Regions from separate parts of the Mus musculus genome. Here regions 2, 3, 4, 5, 6 and 7 are each linked to region 1. Evidence: chromatin contacts called from public Hi-C, HiChIP or PLAC-seq and promoter capture Hi-C data. All regions are on one chromosome and are shown on one strand. The core of a region is the stretch at or near the end of the contact, and the rest is flanking DNA. Distances in the headings are between cores, read along the strand shown.

Region 1 (2,700 bases), core at 110-2,609:
GATGGCGTTCCTCTTCCACACCCACTTGGTGTGGGAGGCGGTGCCAGAGTCTGTCTGCAGGACTGTCGGAGCCTGCAGGGAGCTGGGAGCTGGATGCGCCTCATCTGTGATTCCAAAAGCGATCCTGCCTACGTTCCAGGTTTCCAGCTTGTCACTGTTTATCTGATCATCTCTTTGGCCATTTTAGTACACAGGGATTCAATCACTAACCACGAGACTGTTTCCCAGCTTCTCCTTCCTCCCCACTCACATGCACTTGGCCAGATGGACCGACCCATGCACACGCTGGTTCCGTTATTCACAGGGCATTCACAGCCTATGAACCTGTGAAACCGGAGTCGCCCTGCGTCCTGGAAGGGAGACGCGCACCGCCCCCGCGTCCCGACCTCTGGCTTACCTTTTCGTGGGTGGACACAGTGGCCAGACAGCCCCAGGAGCTAGCGTGGGCTAGGGAGCGGGCGGTGCCGGCATGCACCCTGGGGCCAGGGGATGCCTCAGATGAGCCGCTCTCCCGCCGGTAGGAGAACATGCCACGCGCGGCCGGTGCGGGCCTGGCGCGGGCGGAGCCCCGAGGTCGCAGGTGCGTGTCCTCCTTGTGCGCCGAGGCCGGAAAGCTCTGCTGCCAGATGCTACTCGAGTCCTCCAGCAGCGCGGGCAGCGCCTCCTCAGTGGATGCACTGTCCAGCTCCTCATCTACCTCGTTGGTGACAGCCCAGGACACGGAGCTCACGATCACGTAGCCGGCGGCTGGGGACAACAGGGCGCTGCAGCATAGCAACCAGGACAGGCGACTCCCTGGCCAAGCAGGACGCTCCCTGCCGGACAGCGACATCTTCTTGGAGGCGACGCGCCCTGTGGCGGGGACCACTGACCAAGCAGCGGCCAGCCAGGGGCGCCCCCCTGCGGCGGAGCGTGCGTCGGAACCCTTCTCCTCGTGATAGGATTCCCGGGTTGAGGGTCTCCAATCAGTCCGGGGGCCGGGGTTCCCTATTGCCTTACACTCCCGTAAGAAGCGAAGTCTGCTGCACGACCAGAGTCCCCTGCGTCCACCGCCGCTGCTGGGCGCAGAGTCCACGCGTGTCTTGGTTTTCCGCAGGATGGCAAGCGTTTTGCAGCCAGAGGGTGGGCGTTCACAGCTCAGGCTCAATGCACTCCTCCGCTCGTCAGCTGTGCGACTCTACCAAGCTGATTAACTTCTCTGAGCCAACAAGAAGGGCATCACCAGGCTCAGTTATTGCACCCCATCACCTCCGCAGAACCGGGAACCACAATACACCCACATCTTCCATCACTCACCCAGTCAGCAGTGTCCTGCGGTTAGCGACACAGACTAATAGAACTTTATTGTTGTTGGGTGTTTTGTTTTGTTTTTTGTTTTTTGTTTTTTTTTTTTGTTTTTTTGTTTTTGTTTTTGTTTTTTTTCGAGACGGGGTTTCTCTGTATATCCCTGGCTGTCCTGGAACTCACTCTGTAGACCAGGCTAGCCTCGAACTCAGAAATCTGCCTGCCTCTGCCTCCCAAATGCTGGGATTAAAGGCGTGTGCCACCTCTGCCCGGCTTAATAGCGTATTTTAAAAACCATCTTGTTCCAGTAAGAAGTTTAATAGATATCAAAATAACTTCAAAGTAATTATAATTTCTTACCTGTTCTTATGATATCCAGTCTTTGTCCCACCATGGAATATTTTCTATCGCTTATATTCCTAAAATGCAAGAGTCCTGCACTAACTGGTTCTATAAGAAAGTATCTTGAAATGGGATTTGAGTTTTTCCTACATGTCTTCACTGTGCCCTGCTGTGAAACTCCTGTGACTCTTCCTGGATGCCTGGATGTCAGCTGTGAACACAGCTGGTCTCTTTCTCTTTGCATGGGAACTTCTTGTCTCTCCCTGGATGCCCCTGGCTGCTCTTTCTCTCTCTCTCCCCTCCCCACCCCCCACCCCACAACCCCTTCTCTGCTCTCCGTCTGCTTTGAAACATTGATGGTGTCTTCAGTTTCTCCCCAAGACATCTTGTTTACTCTCATGGCTTCTGCTGTTATCGGCTGCTGCTCTCTCCCCAGCTTCACAGACCCTCTTATCCCCTGTTTAGGGGAAAGATGTGTTCCATGGTCTTGAGAGGCACAATGGGGAGTCATGGAAATACTACACACTGCAGCCAGGTATGATGGCACACACCTGTTATCTATCCTAGCACTCGACAGGTGGAGGCAGGAGATTCAGGAGTTCAAGGTCAGACTTAGCTAGGTAAGCAAATTTGAGACCAGCCTAGACTACATGAGACACCACCTCAAGATCCACCATAAAAACCAACAACTCCTCCTCCCTGAAATACAAATTAAAAATAATCCAGATCTTGTCCTATCATGTTCTGATTGTGGGATAGTGGCATGTCACTGTTGCCTCTACAAAATGGGGACGGTTACATCTCCCCCACCGGGGTTTGGGTGTCAAGCCTGACATCTCTAGTTTCAGGGGAGAGCTTATCCTCAGAGGAAAAAGACGATGAATGTTTCAACCTCAGGAAAGGAAAAGGGATTGAACTGATATGTCAGTGTGGGGAGAGGACCTGCAGATGGTAATCTCAGTTCCTCTGTGGCTCTCACGGCAGGATCAATCCACCTTCTCTTTCCTCATGCCTGAGTTGGCCAGCTATGGCAGAGGCATGTGCCTCCTCTGCTGGAATGAGTTCAGCTGTAGA
Region 2 (2,700 bases), core at 55-2,554, 400 kb after region 1:
AGAAATCAGGAACAGCAAGACAGCTCTGTGCAAGACTTTTATGGTGCTAATGAAAAGAGGGTTTGAAAGAGACTTAGAGGAAGGACAAGGTTACAGACCTGTCAGGACAGAGAAGCCAGGCTCCCTGAGGGAAGTCTGGCCATAGATGCCCTTCCATTTCCCTTCTCACAATAAAGTGGCCTCTGAGTTCCTGCCATGGAGGAAACAGAGATGACATTCAGGGATGAAGCACTTCAGAGCTCTGGAAACTCTGTCCTCAGATGTCTGAAGGAAAAGTCAGTCACAAGGGACCAGGGGTGAACAGTAAGTCTGCAGGCAACCATAGAGATGCCACCCTGTTTCTGCGGCTAACCTCTGTGAGGTCACCATGGTTTATGGCCAAGCTGACTTCAGGATAGTGACACCTTCAGTGGGCTGTCTCCTCCCACATCCAGAGAGAGAGTCCTACAGTCTTAGAGTCAGTCTCAGGATATTTATTACCAATTCTAACTGTGTCAAGTTGGCATAAAAATTAGCCAGCACACATACTTAAGGTTCCATAGACAGGAAGTGGTGGAACTGATACCCCAAATCAGTCTACCTGCTTTTTAACTATACTATTCATGCTACCGCTCTTGAATTGGTCTGTGATTTACCTATCCGATGTGTTAGTGCCACTAACCACTCATCAAACAAAAGAAGAGAGGGCTGGAAAGATGGTCCAGTGGTTAGGGATGCTTGTTGCTCTTGATGCGGACCCAACTTGGGTTCTCAGCACCCGTGTAGACAGCTCATAACTGCTTGTGACTCCATATCCAGGAGACCTGACATCCTCTTCTGGAGTCCTCACATACGCGCTGCACACACACATACTCATAAATAATATATTTTTAGAAAAAGAAAAATCGAACGCTGCCTTCATCTATATAAAACACTCTGCGCAAATCAAATGTAAAAATATTCAAATAAAAATCAGACAAAGTAAATGTAAGGAGCCATGTTTTATGCTTGTGACAAGGGAGACTTTTTAATCCAAGTCAATAAATCTGGAAGATATTATGTGTTATGATTATACATATGTCTTGGAATATCAAATTATACTAGAAACGAAGCTATCAATTTCCCATTGCTGCAATAAAATACCCGAAGACAATCAACTTAAAAAGTAGAAAAGTTTACTTGTCTTCATGGTTTTGGAGGACCCAGCCCATGAATGGTCGTCCGTTTGCCCATTGCTTTGCGGTTTGTGGTGAGGCTACGTGTCATCATGAGTGTATGACAGAGGCAGCTGCTCACCTCATGGCCAGGAATGGAAGAAAGGGGAAGCAGAAAGAGCCTCAGCATCCTGACCCTGACCACAGGAAGAAGCTCCATCTGCAAACAGCTCCTCTGACCCCACAGGCCAAGGCCCTTAGGTCTCAGTCCTACCCCAGAGGCCTTTGTCTGACACATGAACAAGCCATAGCAGAAACCAAGGGGTAATGATCACATGGAAGGGGATGTTTTTAATGCATATGGAAATACTGCTAAAACTCAAAAAATTTAAAGAAAAAAACCAAAACATCTAGAAAAGTTAGTCAATTTAATAAATAAGTAACCCATATTCACAAAACCAACTTAAAAGTCTGCAAAGATATAGACAACTATAAAAAAAAACCATTCACAGTTACGGAGCTGCAAATTAGAATATTCAACTTATAAAAATTAAGATGAAGATACCCTTTTATTGAGAGGAATTTTGGGAAAGTCCTCCTATACTATTGGAATTATGGATAGTATATGTTGCCCTTTTTTGGAAATCAATATGGCAATGACTGTTGAAAAACATACCAAAGCATGAAATCAACAAATATCCATCTGTGAATGAACGGTAGCGAATATATTTGTGACGGTATGGTTAGACCTGGAAGATGTTCTGTTAAATAAAATAAGCCAGGTGCAAACAACGTCACATAAACTGGTAGGAGCAAAGTAGAGGGGCCAGGGATATGGCTCCGTGGGTGGGTAAAAGTGCTCTATGCAAGTATAAAGACTGGGGTTTGAATCTCCAGCTCCCACATGAAAGCTGGGTGTGGGGACACCCCAGCAAGGGGGCTGGGGAAGGGCAGAGACATCTGGCTCCCGGGAGCTTGAGGTAAGGCAAGTGAGAAACCTCTCTAGGTACAGTGGTTCGAATGAGAATGATCTCCATCATCTCAGGCCTTTGAACACTTGATTGGCAGTAGTAGGTGCTATTTGCTGAGGTTAAAGAGGCGTGGCCTTGCTGGAGGAAGGTTGTCACTGCTGGAGAGGGCTCCAAGGTTAGGAGGTTAAAGCCTTGAGCCATTTCCAATGTGCCCTCTCTGCTTTGTGCTTGTATTTGTGGACGTGAGCTTCGAGTTTCCTGTTTCCGCCACCGCCTGTCACACTTAGCCCGCAGTGACCTCTTTATCCCTTTGGGATCATAAACCCTTCTCCTAGTTGCCTTGGTTACAGGGTTCCATCACATCAATAGAAAAGTAACCAGTGTACAGGAGGACAAGGAGGCAGGTGACCAGGTGACAGTGGAAGATACTCAGTATCTTCCTCTGGCCTCTGAATGGGTGTCATGGGCACATACATACACACCCCCACACACATACACCCCTACCAAGTAATACAGTACAAATGTTTTTTGAGACAGGGTTTCTCTGTGTAGCCTTGGCTGTCCTGGACTTCACTATGTAGACCAGGCTGGCCTCT
Region 3 (2,700 bases), core at 57-2,556, 350 kb after region 1:
GCATTCAGCGTAGGGAGAGGAGGCTTGTCGTTTGTTTGTTTTGTTGTCTAAGATTTTTATTGAACTCATTATGGCTATCTCCAGTCAATACTTTTATTTCCCCCTCCTTAACTCAGATGTGAAGTCCCTCCTTCCTCTTAAATACTTTTTTAAATTATATTTTTAGAACGTTGGTTTTATTGTATAAGCAGGTTAGAAGAGAACTTTTAACCTGAACATTTTGAAGTAAGTACTTTGTGTCTGTGGTCCCAGCTCCCTGAAGGACCTTTGGACGCTAAAGGTGGCCTTGCATTTCTGTGCAGGCTCCTATTTATTTGGCTGAATGTGTAAATTTCCTGGGAAAAGGTTTTTGGTTTTGTTTGTTTGTTTGTTTGTTGTTTTAAAATACAAAACCAGATTCTCAAACCTGTCAAGATTGAACACAGGTTATGCCTAGTGGGTTGAATATTGATTTCCTGTAAGAGATTAGGACAGAGTTTATGACTTTTCCTTCAGTCTGTCCCAGAGTCTGTCTTGTCTGAGTGCTCAGAAGAGAAGCAGCAGCCTTGTCTAGAAAGGACAGTAGGTGGCAGACACACCCATCCCCTGAGGGTGTGTAGGCACTCCTCCATGCTGCTCTGCCTCACACACTTCTCTGAGCTTTCTGTACTCGGTCGGCCCTGGTGTTTGCATGTCACCTAGGACAAGAGTTGGTGGTTTTGAGAAGAAATGGCCCTTCTGTGACAGATGCAGTCACATGAGAATTTGAATGTGTTCTGCAGTAACCAACCCTCCTGGGGGATGGTTGAGCTGAGCAAATCTGAGGTACAGGGGGTGGGGTTTATGCAGATATAGCAGCTGAGAGCTTCAGAGAGCTACACCAGAGAATGCCAGCAGAGGCAGTGGGAAGGGCCAGGTGCCACTTGCTGCTCCACTTAGTGCCTGTTTCCTGGTGAGAAGCATGGTTGTCCTGAGAGCTAAACCCAACACAAGGGCAAACTTGCCTCTGAGCAGCAGGCTCGAGAAGCTTCTGTTTGAGGAGATGAGACAGACAGCCTCTCTTCCTCCGCTGCAGAGTTCTTGCCCCAAGCTTTCACCTGCAGGAGGGAAACTCGTGTGGCTCCTAGCGTTGAGTCCCACTTAGCGTTATTTGGTAACACATCCGTTTGGTTGCTCTCCCAGTGAACACTTAGATGTTTTAGTAGTATGGGAATTGTACCAAAGCTAGGATTCTTTGGATCTGCCTGTGAGCCACAGAGACTATGCACTGGGTCTTAACTGCCGGTTTCACCTGCAGAAGCCAGGCAAGTCAGCACAAGACACATTGATTAGTGCGTGCTGAGTTACAGCTCCCATAACCGCCTTAGTGGTTGGTTATTCTCCAGCAGTGAGGTACAGGTACCTCTTACTAAAATAGTTTATAGAGTTCTGAGAGGATGTTTTTTTAAAGTGACTGCAGAAATTCACTTGGCCAATTGTCATGTCCTTGAGTTCTCATTTCAAAGGCATATTCCTACTGTCAGCCCAGAGTATCTTGATGCTGGTCAGCCTGGGCTTTCTTGGTACTGGATATTTTGGTAAAGAAATTTTAATCCCACTTTTTTCATAACTAGGAGTGTAAACTCAGCTAGGTCTAAAACATTTTAAGATTGGGAGAAAAAAATATTGGTATTCTTGAAAAGTTGGCTGTTCTTAAGTTTCTCTGCTACAGTCCCATAATAGGAAGAGTGTGTGTGCACGCACAAATAAGTCCCGTCAGTAAGATTCTCAGACCCAGGGTTCTGAGGTGGTGGGGAGGTTTGCTGATGAGCAGTGTCTCTGTCATGTGGTCCCCAGCTCTCTGTGCTGACATGGACATGCATGTATCACTCTCCCCTCGGGGGTCTGTGCATGCCCCTGTTCACTGCTGTCTGCAGTTTGTGTCTGGGCACTTTCCCTTATGCGTGTGCCTTTGCTCTTCCTCTTGCCTGTCACCAGCATGGAGCCTATTGGCTGCTCCATGCTTGACACTATGCCTCCCCGACTCACACCCACCTCCTGTTTGGGATTTAGTGTTGACCAGAAAAGCTAGTTGTATGCAGAACGCATTGAATGTTTTGTGTTTTGTTTTCTTGTAAGGTACAGTGGTCCCACCTGGCATCTCTCAAGAACAATGTCTCCCCTGTCTCGAGATCCCATTCCTTCAGTGACCCTTCTCCCAAATTCGCACACCACCATCTCCGCTCTCAGGACCCATGTCCACCTTCCCGCAGTGAGGGGCTCAGTCAGAGCTCTGACTCTAAGTCGGAGGTGCCCGAGCCCACCCAAAAGGCTTGGTCTAGATCAGACAGTGACGAGGTGCCTCCAAGGGTAAGGACAGACAGACAGACGCGCTGTTTTCTCTTTATTTAAACTTACTGTTTGCTGTGATGATGGGAACAGTGACTTACTTCATCAGGGCTAAAGGGCCAGAAGTTTCAAATGACTTCTCAGGGAGGGAAGCCATTCCCCACCTCAGCAGTTACAATTAGCCAATGGTTAGTTAGCTTTTTATCATTGACTGGTTTTAAACGTAGTTTAATAAAAAGTATTTATGGAAAAAATTTTAAGCAACATGCTTCTAAATAAGTAGAATTATAAATGTGTACAGAAGCTCTCCATTATTGTGCATGACATCAAGAATTTAAGAAAAAATCTTATGAGGAAAAATTAACAAGACCATGATTTTTTACTTTAAAGTTG
Region 4 (2,700 bases), core at 17-2,516, 460 kb before region 1:
ATTTTCCTGACCAGTTAAGCTCGCCCTGGAGGAGGCACCGAGCGTTCCTCCCTAGCAACCGCTGCTATATTCCACGAACAGCGTTCACTCTCACATCCCAGGACCCTTCTTCTCACCTGGTGTTCCCTCACCCACCCACGTCCCCAGTAACCTGAGTCACGGAAGCGCAGAGGCCTGCCCTTAGAGGTCGGCGTGGGCGAGGGGGACAAGACAATCACATTCTAGCAAACACCCCCACCCCGTGACAGCACAGTGGCAGTGGGCACTGAGATGATTCCCATTTACCCGGGGCACGGATTCTTTGCTACCCCCCTAGTGACAACTTTAGCAGGACCCTGGCCGGCAGCTCCTCAAATGTCAAGCTCGCCTCCCCTCTTCCAGGTTCCGCACTAAGCACAGTCTCCCCCTTCCACCGCGCCCAGTCCGGACCAGACTGGCCGGACCCCCACGTCGATACCCCCACACCCCCCTCCCCAAGCAGCCCCGCAGGACTCGCAGAGGCCCTGGGGGCGCACCGGTGTCTGCCCCGCCGAGAGTCGCCGGGGGGTCGCAGGGTCCGCGTCCCTGCGGCACGCGCTGAGTGCGCGGCTCACACTGGGTTTGGACCGTAGGGGGGTGGGGGGAGCGGGTAGCCGCCGGAGCCTGGAGGCTTAAGAGGAAGAGGAGGAGGAGGAGGAGGAAGGGGAGCGGGAGGAGGAGGAGAAAGAGAAGAGGGAGGAGGAGGAGGCGGCAGCGGGGCGGGGAGGTGGCGGCGGTCCCCAGCTCTACGCGCCCAAGAGTTTGCGGCGCGAGCGGCGGGCTTTTCCGCAGGACCCGAGGGACCCGCGCAGCGGCCGCGGAGCCCCGAGACCCCGGCGGCAGCGGCGAGAGCAGCGCCTCCCGCCGCCGCCCGGGAGAAGCTCCCCGAGCCCGCCTGCCGCCCCGGCTCCCCGCGGCGGCGGGAGGCGCGTCTCCCCGGCCCAGTCGGTGCCCGGCCTGGCGGGGCCGCCCCGGCCCGCTCGGAGGTAAGAGGCCACCGCGCTTGGGGACGCACGATCTCGGGTGGGAATACGTGCGCGTGGCTCGCGGCTCTGGTCACCTGCTCGCTAGCGCTGGGGACGCGCGGGGCAGGGAGGGACGCTCGGGCGCGACACCGCGCGAGGCTGCGCAGCGCAGGCACCCGGGGGTTGGGGCGCGGGGAGGTGAGTCCTGCGCACTCCGGGTCCTGCCGCCCTGGGCTTCGGGTCCTGCCAACCGCTGCAGCCAGACAGACGGTGGGCTCCCGGAGCTGCTCGCCAAGAGAGAGGACTAGGCACCCCAAACATCGGGATTCGGGGGTCCTCCGAGGGTGCTAGAGGGGTACTGCGTGCCCGGACAGAAGCTTTCAAGATTGCCCGCTGCCCTTCCAGAGCCCCACCGCAGGCATCCCGAAGCGTAGGGAGCCCGGGACGCCTGGAGAGTGTGGTTGCCTGGCCGGGCCCTTGTGTCACTACGTTCCTGGGTCTGACTTGGCTTAGGGCTGGACTGAAAGCCCAGTCTTTGTGCTTAGACAGCTCTGCGCTCCTGGGACTCCCCGGGTTGGATGCTACAACATTGTTTTAGTGGGAGGTGTGCCCCCTCCCCAAGTAGAGGAGGGGTGCGACCTTGACTTTTCTAAAAAGCCACTTAGGGTGGGAAGCAGGGGGCAGGGACAGGTACCAAGAGGCTCAATTCAAAGCCAGCCTCCCCCCTCTGCCCGCCTCTCCTTAACTGCTTAAGGTAAGAAAGTTTGTTTTCGGCTCTGTGGTTCATAAATAATTAGTAACCAGTTTTGTTGACAAGGCAAGATGGAAACCTTAAGCATACACGCGCATTTCCACCGACTCTAGAATCTCCTAAGGTTAAATCCGGGAGTCTTTAGTTCGTAAAGTTGTAGGCTGTAGCGTTCAACAGGTGTTGCAAGGGTCCTAGAGGCCCCAGCTTAGGGTTTTTTTTTCTCTATCCATTGCGTTAGGATCCGCCCCTAGTTCGCGGTTAGCTTGCTTCTTTACAGGTGAATATTGAGTCGTTATTAACTGCGTCGGCGGAGACAGCTAGTCTGTCTCAATCACTAGAACTCTATTATCCTTAATAGGGTTTTCTTTTATAGGAGGGATTTCCCATTTGGACTTTCCAGGTAGTTAGTCCTGAAGCAGTTCCTGGCAGGACTCAGCTCTGTCAACACCTTCCTGTCTCTCTCTTCACAGAGAAGTCCCCATCCAGCGAACTGGCCAACTAATTATGGCTTGCATGAAAAACGGCCAGCCCTGGAAGGCACCCTTCAGACTCAAGAGCAAATACTGGCTTGATCTTCCTTCCTGCTGCTAAAATTTCTCTGAAGGAAAACGTTGCCAGAAATAACCTCCAATCTCTTTTTAAATAGCCCCTAAATAAATATAATCCTGTTTTTAAAAGAGATATTGCGATCTGGGCCACTATTTTACAAAGCAAATTTTTCGTTACTGACAGATATGAACCAGTTGAGGTACTGGTGTTTCCCAGCAGTCTACTCTTTTGCCATTTCCCCTCAGAAACCCGTACCTCTATTTATTTGGAGGTCATCCCGCTGTGCAGATGTGGAAAAGGTTTTTATTCCAACTACTCCCTAGAGTTACATCTTGAGGGGTAGGAGAGGATATACTCTAGAGAAAGCACATTATTAATAAAATGTTACAACACACGCCCAAGGGTTAAACATGCCTG
Region 5 (2,700 bases), core at 82-2,581, 270 kb after region 1:
AAGTGTAAGCCAAAGAAACCCTTTCCTCCCCGGCTTGCTTCTGGTAATGGAGTTTTATTGCAGCAATAGAAACCCCAAGTAAGAGACAGCCTCTTCCTCCAAAAGCATGCAGGACATGTTTTCTACTCTATGCAGAGTGAGGAAGTAAGTGGTAGTCATCCATACCTTTCCAGCCTGAGGACAGGATAGGCTCTCACAGCACTAAGGAAGCAGATTCCTACCGTGGACTAAATCAAGCTTTCCACACAGTTGAGTTGTTATAAATGACATTAGTCATCACTGCTATAGTTGGTGTTAATGGTCAGGTCAGCACCTAGGAGGCAAGCCCCTTGGCAGGGTCAGCCTCTGAGACACCTTAACAGGTCAACTTGATGTGGGAAGGCCCCTCTTCACTGTGGTAGGGACCGTCTCTGGAGGCTATGCTGGTCTGTATAAAGCAGTGGGCAAGCTGAGCACTGGCCCATCAGATCACTGCTCTCCCCGTGTGAGTGGAGATGCACTGTAAGCAGCGCTCTCAGGCTCTTGCCACCGTGACTTCCTCCACAGGAAGGACCATGACCTGGAATTGTGAGCCAAATAAGCCCTTTGTCCCTCAGGTTGCTTTTGATAGGCTATTTTATTTTACCATGACAGGCAGAGAAACTGACAGCCATCAACAATGACACCCCTGTTCCAAAGGAAACAAGTATGGAAGAAAAGCTTGTAAAGGATTTCCAACTCACTGTTCGGTCAGGTCTCACACCAGCACTGGCTGCTTGGGTGCACTACAGTGTCCGTGCTCAAGGAACCCCCGAGGATGCTCACCTCGTGCCTGTACAAACTGTGGCTGCAGCACAGGCATTGGTTTTATTTATTTTATTCTGAGCTTCCTAGTGACTGCACTGTGCCAGCGAGCCTGACTTGCTGCTCTTGGGTACTGGGAAAGTGTTTGATTAGCTATTACCTCTCGGTTAACCACAAACACTGTGCCACTGTACAAAGCTACCGGTCTGCTCTGGGAGAAAGCTTTTACAGCTTGCCAAGGTGATTCTGAGCAACGTGAGCAACTCTGTCTGAATATTTCCTTTCAAATCTCTTCTTCCTGCTTTCTCCCTATAATCCATGGTAAACAGTCTCCAAACTCAAAAGGCCACCGATAGAGAAGATGCCCTGGGCAGGTGCAGCTACATCCAGCTAACCCCAGCAGCTGTTACACTCGCTGAAAGCAGGTCTGTTATGTGGCTGGTTTGTTGCTGGGTTTGGGTTGTTTTTTAACGAGGTAGGACTGTGCTCTAAGTACTGCTGGGAAAGTGAAGCTTTGGGACAAGTCTCCCGCTCAATGTGAATCACACTTCCTCTCACAGAGCTGTCAGAAGCCGAGGCCGCACCCTGCTGAGCCTGGCCTGGCTCCTCTAGTGTCTTCTCCCCTTGCCAGCCCTCTGGCCACCCTCCTCAAGGCCTGCAGTCTCCTGGGAAGGGGGCGGGGGGTCTTACCCAGACCAGACCAGAGGTCAATGTCCCTTCCCAAAGGCGGTTGTCGGTGGGTTTTGGATTCTCAGGCTGCTTCCGAGGGTTACCTCTGTGTATCGACATGTTGTATTGATAGTTGCCAGTAGCCGTCAAATTTACTGTCTTTTAACTCTGAACCTACTAACTTGATAATGGAAATTACTACCAAAGTCACATTTGTAAAACTGAAACGTTAAATCTATACGTACAGATAACTAGACAGTTTAAATTAGAAAAAGTGTCATGAATAATGCTAAGTGCAGTTTGGCGTGACTACCTACAGTGCTTTGAAAGGTCAAAATCTCAAATCTGGTTTTCATTCCTATGAATCGTAGGAAATAGTCTTAAAACTGTTAGTCTCTGAAGACTGCCCGTCTGATGCAAAGGCTGTATCACCTCTGCCCAGATTCAGCAAGAACACTTCAACTTGTTTTTCTAAATTATATACTGGTTATAGTAGATAGACATAGTGATTTTTCTCTTATCAAGAAAACGTTTACAAAAGATTTCTTTTCCTGATCAGGGACATCGAGACAGGGTCTCACAAGCCCAGACTACTTGATATTGAATCCTTCTGTCCCAGAATTACAACCTCGTCTAACTTGCTCAACTCAAATGATTTCTTCATTAAGTTGCATTAGTAAATTTCCTGAAATCACAACCTAGGGGACTGAAAGGCATGCTCAGTAGCTAAGCGTTGCGGTGAGTTTAGCTGCATCGCTTTGTGCTCCCGGCGGTGCAGGGCGCACATTTACACCCACCCACCTGGGACTCTTTGGATCAGTGAATGAAACACACACACATTAACTTATTTTTGAAATGCCTTGGCTACTCAAAGGCTGGGCAGTTCTAATCCTCCACCCAGCTATCATAGATTTCCCTCCAGTACTCCTGACTCAACACCCTCTAAATCTATGATCTATCTTTGCTGCCCTGTTCCTTCTGGGTGGACCTAGTCTTTGCTGCCCAAGACACTTCTGGGCAGCCCTGTTGGGGGCCACATTTCTTTTCTCCTACATTTCAGATGATTTTCCTTCTGCAGCTCTAAATTTGATCTGTCTCCTTCTGAAACATAGCGATTCTCTCTCTCCCTCTCTTCCAGTTCCTAGCCCACACAATCTAAGGGTCCCTCCCCTGTCATTTACCCAGTCATTGGCCATTGGCATCTTTATTGATCGATCAAAAACCAGTTGGGGACAAGGACCTTGAGTG
Region 6 (2,711 bases), core at 61-2,560, 310 kb after region 1:
ATGCAACATGCATCCCTTAATTAGGCCTTGATGCTAGGAGAGGCTGCCCTTACTTACATCACCTGCTCTGCCCTTCTGTGGGCCAGGCCAGGCTTCCTCAAAGGTGGAGACAGGCTATCATGGTGTTCCGACTTCTAACACTCTATAGTGCGATTTTCCTTGGAACGTGTGTTACGTATTGCATATTTGCAAGGGCAAGGTGGCAATTTTGACTTGGTTAGAAACACTGAAGGAGAGCTGGAAAACAGGCCGTTCTCCTTAGCTTCTATCACCGTCAAGCCTAGGACTGGTTTTGTTTTTCTTAAAAAGGAAACATTAATTTTCCTAAAATTAAAAAAAGAAAAGAAAAAGGCAGAAATGAATCGAAAGCCGCGAGGTTTCTCCTCTGAGGGAAACTCTGGTTCCTGTGGGGCAGGCACACTGTCTGAAATGACAGACAGAGGATGCGTTAGCCGAATTAACTATTTGCAATAAAGAAAGATGCCACAATATAAGTCTTTGCAGAGCGTCTTGATCGACTCGTGGGTTTTGTAGATCTGTAATCTAAAGTGGTACTGTATCAGGCTCCTAAAGAGTCCCTACCCAGCAGCACATAGCTGTGTCCTCAAAAAGAAAAAACTCCCGTGCTGTTCCCCTCCCCCCACCACCCGACTTCTAGCCATGTCAAGGTTGCTGCCTTGATTTGGAAGTAGACACTGTAGAAAAGCTGGAGGGCTGAGGGGCTGTGTGGGAACTATTGGACCTGTCTGACACATGGCCAGGTCAGAGAGTGCACTCACTACACTGTGTCTTAAATGCACTCTCCCTTCTTGGGTTCAAGAAAAGCACAATTTTACTTTGTGATTGAGCTGCCAGAGTCATGTGACTGCTGTCAGAGTCATGTGATCGTGTTGGACCTAGTCATGGGAGCTACATGTTATTACTGACAGGGGGATAGACTTTCATATCCTGGGCTTATGTTTGCTTAAGTGATCCACATTGATGCATCTTGCCTGCTGTACTCCTTGATGCCTTGAAGTGTATATACCAGTGTATAGACTGTGTGTGTATAGACTGAAGTGTATAGACTGTGCCCTCTTTGACATGGGCACAGCAGTATAAAGCTTGTCCCAGTGTTGTTATTTAGAGTGTACTAGTTGTCACATAATGCCATTTTCCAGGACTGCTTTGTCCTTGTTATAATCTGAGTCCCTGAACAATTTCTGTGAGTAAATGCCGAGTTGTTCTTGGGTTTGATGTTATAAATGTACTCTTCCTGTCACAAGACAAGAGACTGGCTTTGGAATATGTGAAGATGTTCTTTCTGTTCTGCATTGTTGCAGAAGGGCCACTCTTAAAGTGGAGTCCTTAAAAGTAGTTACGTTTACGATAGCAGGGTGGTTCCTAGTTGCTTCAGAGAGTAGGGGTTAACCACACGCACCCTCCGCATCGGTGAGAAAGGAGAATGATAACACAGGGGTTTTATTTTTTTTTTTTGTTTTTTGTTTTTGTTTTACATACAGAGTGGTATGAATAAGCTACACAGTTTAGGTCCTAGATCAAAGATTACAGTTATGATGTCATTTTGCTTGTCCCTGAACCTTGAATACTTCCTCTTCTCAGGATAACAGTCTCCATACACCATACATTGACTTTTGGGGACATTCAATATAATTTGTGAAATCAAGTAGTAACTATTGGGGTCCACTAGGAAGATTCAGTTACCATTTATGGCATAAAGGAAATATCTAGAGGGCTTTCTAGTTTTGTTTTGTTTTTGGCCATTGAAGAAAAGGTTGAGGCTGATATATAGAAAAACAGATTACTTAAGTTGATTGGTGTCAGGGAAGATGGCTTCCTGGCTTGATTGCCAGCCCCTCCATATATCCAAGGGGATCTGAGGTCCTCACCTGGCTTTCATGGGCTCCTGAACACATGTAGTGTAAATAAGCTCACACGTACACACATGGACACATAAGTTTAACAAAAGTCTTTTGAGAAACTTGGAGATAGTTTGATAGTACATCAAACGTATCAGAAAAAGAATTGATATTTTATCCGAATTCATTCGATCTTCTGTCTTTGTTTTTATCAGCTCCGTTGTTCTATTATGAGCATGCACTTAAAAGCATGTTACCTTTTATTAGTAACAGAAAAGGCGCGGGGGAGGCTGGGTTAGAGACTTTAGCCACTTCCTCTGAGGAACCGTCGTGAGTGTCGGTACTGACCAGTCTTTGTTTTCTGTGTCTCCAGGGTCGACATGTTAAAACGGGTCAGCTGGCCGCCATCAAGGTTATGGACGTCACCGAGGTAAGGTTGGACCACACTTGTTGATGAAGACATCGTGACTTTCAAGTTCTTCCGGCCCTGGTACTTCTGCCCTCCTTGGCACATTTAGAGATAGTGATCACCTAAGCACATGGCTTTGCTCTGGTGTTGGCTCAAGGTCCAGCAGCAGGCCAGGCGACTTGAGTTGTTGAGATAGTCCTAAGTAACTAAGAATCTCATTTGCTTAATGCATTTTTGATTTAAACCACCAACCCGCAGCAACCCTCCTCCATCGGAGTGATGTCATCTTTGGCCACAAAATGGGCTGTAATTGGAAACATCTTCACTAATAGAAAGGAAAATGTTGGGGGAGGGATCATGGAGGTCACATGCGCAGTGATTAAAGGGAAAGCTCCCTTGGGGTATTAGACCACATCTGTGCCATTTCTTTTATTTTTTATATT
Region 7 (2,700 bases), core at 149-2,648, 380 kb after region 1:
CTAAGGCCTTTAACATGTCTAGAGGCTTTATAGACACTTCCAAGGTTTGTCCCCGACATTTGTCCACATCTTACTGCTTCTTAAATAGTCCCCCTAGAGATCATTCTGGAATGGGGGGCCTGAGTTGAGACATGGTCTTCTAATCTCCATGGGCTGGATTTTTCTACATCTCAGTGTATATTACTGTGTGTGGATGGATGGATGGATGGATGGATGGATGGATGGATAGATAGATAGATAGATAGATAGATAGATAGATAGATAGATAGATAGAACTAAAGTCATGTCAACAGGATAACCAAGACAAAAATCCCACTAGAACAGCAGTTCTCAACCTGTGTGGGTCTCAACCCCTTTGCAGGTTGAACAGCCTTTCATGGGGGGGTCACATATCAGATATCCTGTTTGTCAAAATTTTAACATTATGGTTCATAGCATTCAAAACTAAAGTAGCACTGGAATAACTTGATGGTTGGGGGATCACTGTATTAAAGGGTCACAGCGTTAGAACTGAATCTGAGAACCACTGCACTGTTACCTAGGCTGGGTTTTACACAATCACAGACAGACAGACAGACAGACAGACAGACACACACACACACACACACACACACACACACACACACACACACACACAGGAGTTTGCAAAGCTTTTGTTCTCTGGCTCTATTAAAATGGTTCTGTGAGAAAGCTAAAGGAGGAGGCCATAATTTGCAAACCTCAAGGCAGTGAGCTGGCTGTGGGTGAAAGCTAAGAAATCCTTCTTCTCACGGACAGCCCAGGACTCTCTGCTGTGGGGTCCAGGACTGTGCTGCAGGGGTTTCTTTTTCTAAAGGCTGCAAGGAAGGCACATGAAGTTGCAAGCCATACACACACACACACACACACACACACACATATATGCAGCCAGTGGCTGCTGCTGTTCCCCTACACAGGTGGGTTTCAGACAGAAAACTTTCATGTACAGCAGAGGTGTTTATCTGGGGCCTCTGACTCACTGGTGGCATCAACGAGGGGCCCGCCAAGCTGGAAAGTTCTCAGAGACTTATAGCTGTGGGAAAAACCCACTCCCCCATTGCATTCTGGTTTCTGCCGTTGTGTAATCTTAAAAGAATGGGGCAAAGACCTGTCATGGAAGGAACTGAGAAACTTAATGGTGGCTGTGTAATTTATTATCCTCAGCACAGTCGCATATGTCCCAGTCACTGGGTAACAGATTCCCAGGATCCTTCACAAGTAAGTCACTCTAGACTGTTGGAAAAGGTGTGGCTGTCACCTGAGTCTCCCTGGCTATTTTGAAGTGCAACCCTATTTTCAGCTCTTACTGGACCTCACTCAAGAGAGCTCACTGTGCATGCTGGAGAGATGGCCAGGAGCCATCACTGCCACGAATCGGTAGTAACACAAGAGCCTGGTCCTTCTGGAATCTGCTGAGTCATGGCTGCCCATTCTATAGAACTGACTCCTGGTCTTAGATGACATTTGCCCAGCTCCACTTAAGGGCAGCTGCTATCATAGTCGTGTGTAACTGACACAGAGCAGCATGAAGTCTCATCATTGCAGTAGAAACAAAGGGAGTTTTGTCCGTTCAGGGAAGATTTGTGAATTGCTGCACTTTGTACAAGCCACCATAATTACAAGCTATAATTGGATCACTCTGTAATGCTCAGATCTTCCAAGTTACCATGGACGGGGATCTGATCTCCGATTCCAAAAGGCAGCTGATGTGTATATGGAATTAAAAGGACAGTATGTCCAGACCGCAAGGAAGCATACGAGAGCTTAGCGTGGAGATCAGGGAGAAGCCAGCTAAGTGACGCTTAGAGTCACGCCTAGTTAAAAACACTAGGATTTCCAACCTGGGACACGGATCACATTCCCAAGAAGGGAATAATCTTTTATTCTTTTTATTTTTATTCTTTTTACTTGTTTCATTTTTTTTCTTTTTCTTTTCTTTTTTTTTTTGGATATGCCTTTTTGACTGAGAATTTTGTATATGAATATATACTACATTTTAATGAAACATATCCCCTATTTCCTTACTTCTAATTCCTCTTGTATCGCCTGCCTCAACTCCCATCTTCTACTTGTTTTAAAAGCAGTACGTCCACTTGGTGCTACCTGTGGGCGCATGAGTGTAGTTCAGTCTGTTGGAGTTTGAGTGGTCTTTCGAGGGCTACATTCCTGAGGAAAATGGATTTCCTTTCCCAGTAGCTATCAATTGCGAATAGCCCCTCAGTGAGTGGTAGGATTCGTGCAGCCCTAATCCACCCATGCTGGTATTTTGCCTTGCTTGGTTTGGTGGATGTACCATTGGGTTCATGGGCGCAATGGCCCGGACAGGTCCAACAAACACTCTTTACAGAATTTCATTGTCTCTAGTTTTCATGATCTTTCCAGCCCTGCTTCTGCAGTAGTCTCTGAGCTTGGATGAGAGAATTTGTTGAAAATGGCTGGCAGGGTCTCACCCACCAGAGTGTCTGATTATCCAGGTCAAGTGTCCTGGGCAAGCCCCTGTGACAGAAACTGCTGGAGGACACAAGAAGAAATCTCTCGCCGGAAGGTTCTACACCTTCCTCCTAATTTCCACATTGCTCATGATCCCAGTGGTTGTGGTACAATCTTAAGAAGCCAGACACCCCAGTTCTGTGTAGATTGAGTGTCATTTCAATCAAAAGAGGCTGTTTTAGATGCAACTCT

Evidence for each region. Promoter capture Hi-C pulls out the DNA fragments that hold promoters and counts their contacts. A called contact is a pair of places that touch in the nucleus more often than the background predicts. HiChIP or PLAC-seq counts read pairs in DNA pulled down with a chosen protein or histone mark.
Region 2: a Hi-C map of bone marrow-derived macrophages shows a contact between it and region 1, with 14 read pairs. The contact joins the enhancer-like site here to the promoter of D930019O06Rik in region 1. A contact is called at or near these places in 5 of 39 promoter capture datasets (3T3-L1-derived adipocytes, cranial neural crest, embryonic stem cells and 2 more), 1 of 484 Hi-C or Micro-C datasets (bone marrow-derived macrophages), 3 of 115 datasets of contacts at active chromatin or transcription factors (embryonic basal ganglia, embryonic limb bud and stem cell-derived neural progenitor cells) and 2 of 9 other capture datasets (adipose tissue and embryonic stem cells).
Region 3: a contact with region 1 is called in a promoter capture Hi-C map of embryonic stem cells, with 4 times the contacts expected there. The contact joins the enhancer-like site here to the promoter of D930019O06Rik in region 1. A contact is called at or near these places in 13 of 39 promoter capture datasets (3T3-L1-derived adipocytes, the C10 cell line, cranial neural crest and 8 more), 1 of 484 Hi-C or Micro-C datasets (bone marrow-derived macrophages), 3 of 115 datasets of contacts at active chromatin or transcription factors (bone marrow-derived macrophages, large pre-B cells and stem cell-derived neural progenitor cells) and 4 of 9 other capture datasets (adipose tissue, embryonic stem cells, liver and 1 more).
Region 4: a contact with region 1 is called in a Hi-C map of embryonic stem cells, with 1.8 times the contacts expected there. The contact joins the promoter of Npas2 here to the promoter of D930019O06Rik in region 1. A contact is called at or near these places in 1 of 39 promoter capture datasets (neutrophils) and 1 of 484 Hi-C or Micro-C datasets (embryonic stem cells).
Region 5: a contact with region 1 is called in an H3K4me3 HiChIP or PLAC-seq map of bone marrow-derived macrophages, with 5 times the contacts expected there. The contact joins the enhancer-like site here to the promoter of D930019O06Rik in region 1. A contact is called at or near these places in 13 of 39 promoter capture datasets (3T3-L1-derived adipocytes, the C10 cell line, the HPC-7 cell line and 8 more), 3 of 484 Hi-C or Micro-C datasets (embryonic stem cells and uterus), 4 of 115 datasets of contacts at active chromatin or transcription factors (bone marrow-derived macrophages, craniofacial prominence, embryonic stem cells and 1 more) and 4 of 9 other capture datasets (adipose tissue, bone marrow-derived macrophages, embryonic stem cells and 1 more).
Region 6: an H3K4me3 HiChIP or PLAC-seq map of bone marrow-derived macrophages shows a contact between it and region 1, with 4 times the contacts expected there. The contact joins the enhancer-like site here to the promoter of D930019O06Rik in region 1. A contact is called at or near these places in 13 of 39 promoter capture datasets (the 3T3-L1 cell line, the C10 cell line, the HPC-7 cell line and 10 more), 2 of 484 Hi-C or Micro-C datasets (bone marrow-derived macrophages and nephron progenitors), 8 of 115 datasets of contacts at active chromatin or transcription factors (bone marrow-derived macrophages, embryonic basal ganglia, embryonic fibroblasts and 4 more) and 3 of 9 other capture datasets (adipose tissue, liver and pancreatic islet).
Region 7: a contact with region 1 is called in a promoter capture Hi-C map of the HPC-7 cell line, with 2.6 times the contacts expected there. The contact joins the enhancer-like site here to the promoter of D930019O06Rik in region 1. A contact is called at or near these places in 7 of 39 promoter capture datasets (the HPC-7 cell line, embryonic stem cells, frontonasal cranial neural crest and 3 more), 1 of 484 Hi-C or Micro-C datasets (bone marrow-derived macrophages), 5 of 115 datasets of contacts at active chromatin or transcription factors (bone marrow-derived macrophages, embryonic hindbrain, embryonic limb bud and 1 more) and 2 of 9 other capture datasets (adipose tissue and liver).

What each region holds. Positions count from the first base shown.
Region 1 is chr1:39,650,109-39,652,808 of GRCm38.p6, forward strand. It overlaps D930019O06Rik (a long non-coding RNA gene), which reads left to right and starts at 1,360. Exons shown (of 2, transcript XR_001778897.2): 1 at 1,360-2,161. Creg2 (cellular repressor of E1A-stimulated genes 2) reads right to left here and starts at 1,074. Exons shown (of 4, transcript NM_170597.4): 1 at 398-1,074. The coding sequence starts at 832.
Region 2 is chr1:40,050,072-40,052,771 of GRCm38.p6, forward strand. No RefSeq gene overlaps it. Among named protein-coding and RNA genes, the nearest start is that of Il1r2, 33 kb to the right of the region's middle. Within about 2 kb of position 1,305, at least 57 of the 459 cell types and tissues checked have an H3K27ac peak or open chromatin away from gene starts, as enhancers often do. A contact at or near this core is called in bone marrow-derived macrophages, where this site is marked.
Region 3 is chr1:40,001,660-40,004,359 of GRCm38.p6, forward strand. It overlaps Map4k4 (mitogen-activated protein kinase kinase kinase kinase 4), which reads left to right. Exons shown (of 32, transcript NM_001252200.1): 17 at 2,098-2,328. Among named protein-coding and RNA genes, the nearest start is that of Il1r2, 82 kb to the right of the region's middle. Within about 2 kb of position 1,307, at least 47 of the 459 cell types and tissues checked have an H3K27ac peak or open chromatin away from gene starts, as enhancers often do. A contact at or near this core is called in embryonic stem cells and pancreatic islet, where this site is marked.
Region 4 is chr1:39,193,006-39,195,705 of GRCm38.p6, forward strand. Npas2 (neuronal PAS domain protein 2) reads left to right here and starts at 1,267. Exons shown (of 21, transcript NM_008719.2): 1 at 1,267-1,737.
Region 5 is chr1:39,924,985-39,927,684 of GRCm38.p6, forward strand. The region is part of intron 2 of Map4k4 (mitogen-activated protein kinase kinase kinase kinase 4); the gene reads left to right. Among named protein-coding and RNA genes, the nearest start is that of Map4k4, 25 kb to the left of the region's middle. Within about 2 kb of position 1,332, at least 43 of the 459 cell types and tissues checked have an H3K27ac peak or open chromatin away from gene starts, as enhancers often do. A contact at or near this core is called in adipose tissue, bone marrow-derived macrophages and memory CD8 T cells, where this site is marked.
Region 6 is chr1:39,959,946-39,962,656 of GRCm38.p6, forward strand. Map4k4 (mitogen-activated protein kinase kinase kinase kinase 4) reads left to right here. Exons shown (of 32, transcript NM_001252200.1): 3 at 2,233-2,289. Among named protein-coding and RNA genes, the nearest start is that of Map4k4, 60 kb to the left of the region's middle. Within about 2 kb of position 1,311, at least 19 of the 459 cell types and tissues checked have an H3K27ac peak or open chromatin away from gene starts, as enhancers often do. A contact at or near this core is called in bone marrow-derived macrophages and microglia, where this site is marked.
Region 7 is chr1:40,032,518-40,035,217 of GRCm38.p6, forward strand. No RefSeq gene overlaps it. Among named protein-coding and RNA genes, the nearest start is that of Il1r2, 51 kb to the right of the region's middle. Within about 2 kb of position 1,399, at least 29 of the 459 cell types and tissues checked have an H3K27ac peak or open chromatin away from gene starts, as enhancers often do. A contact at or near this core is called in the HPC-7 cell line, where this site is marked.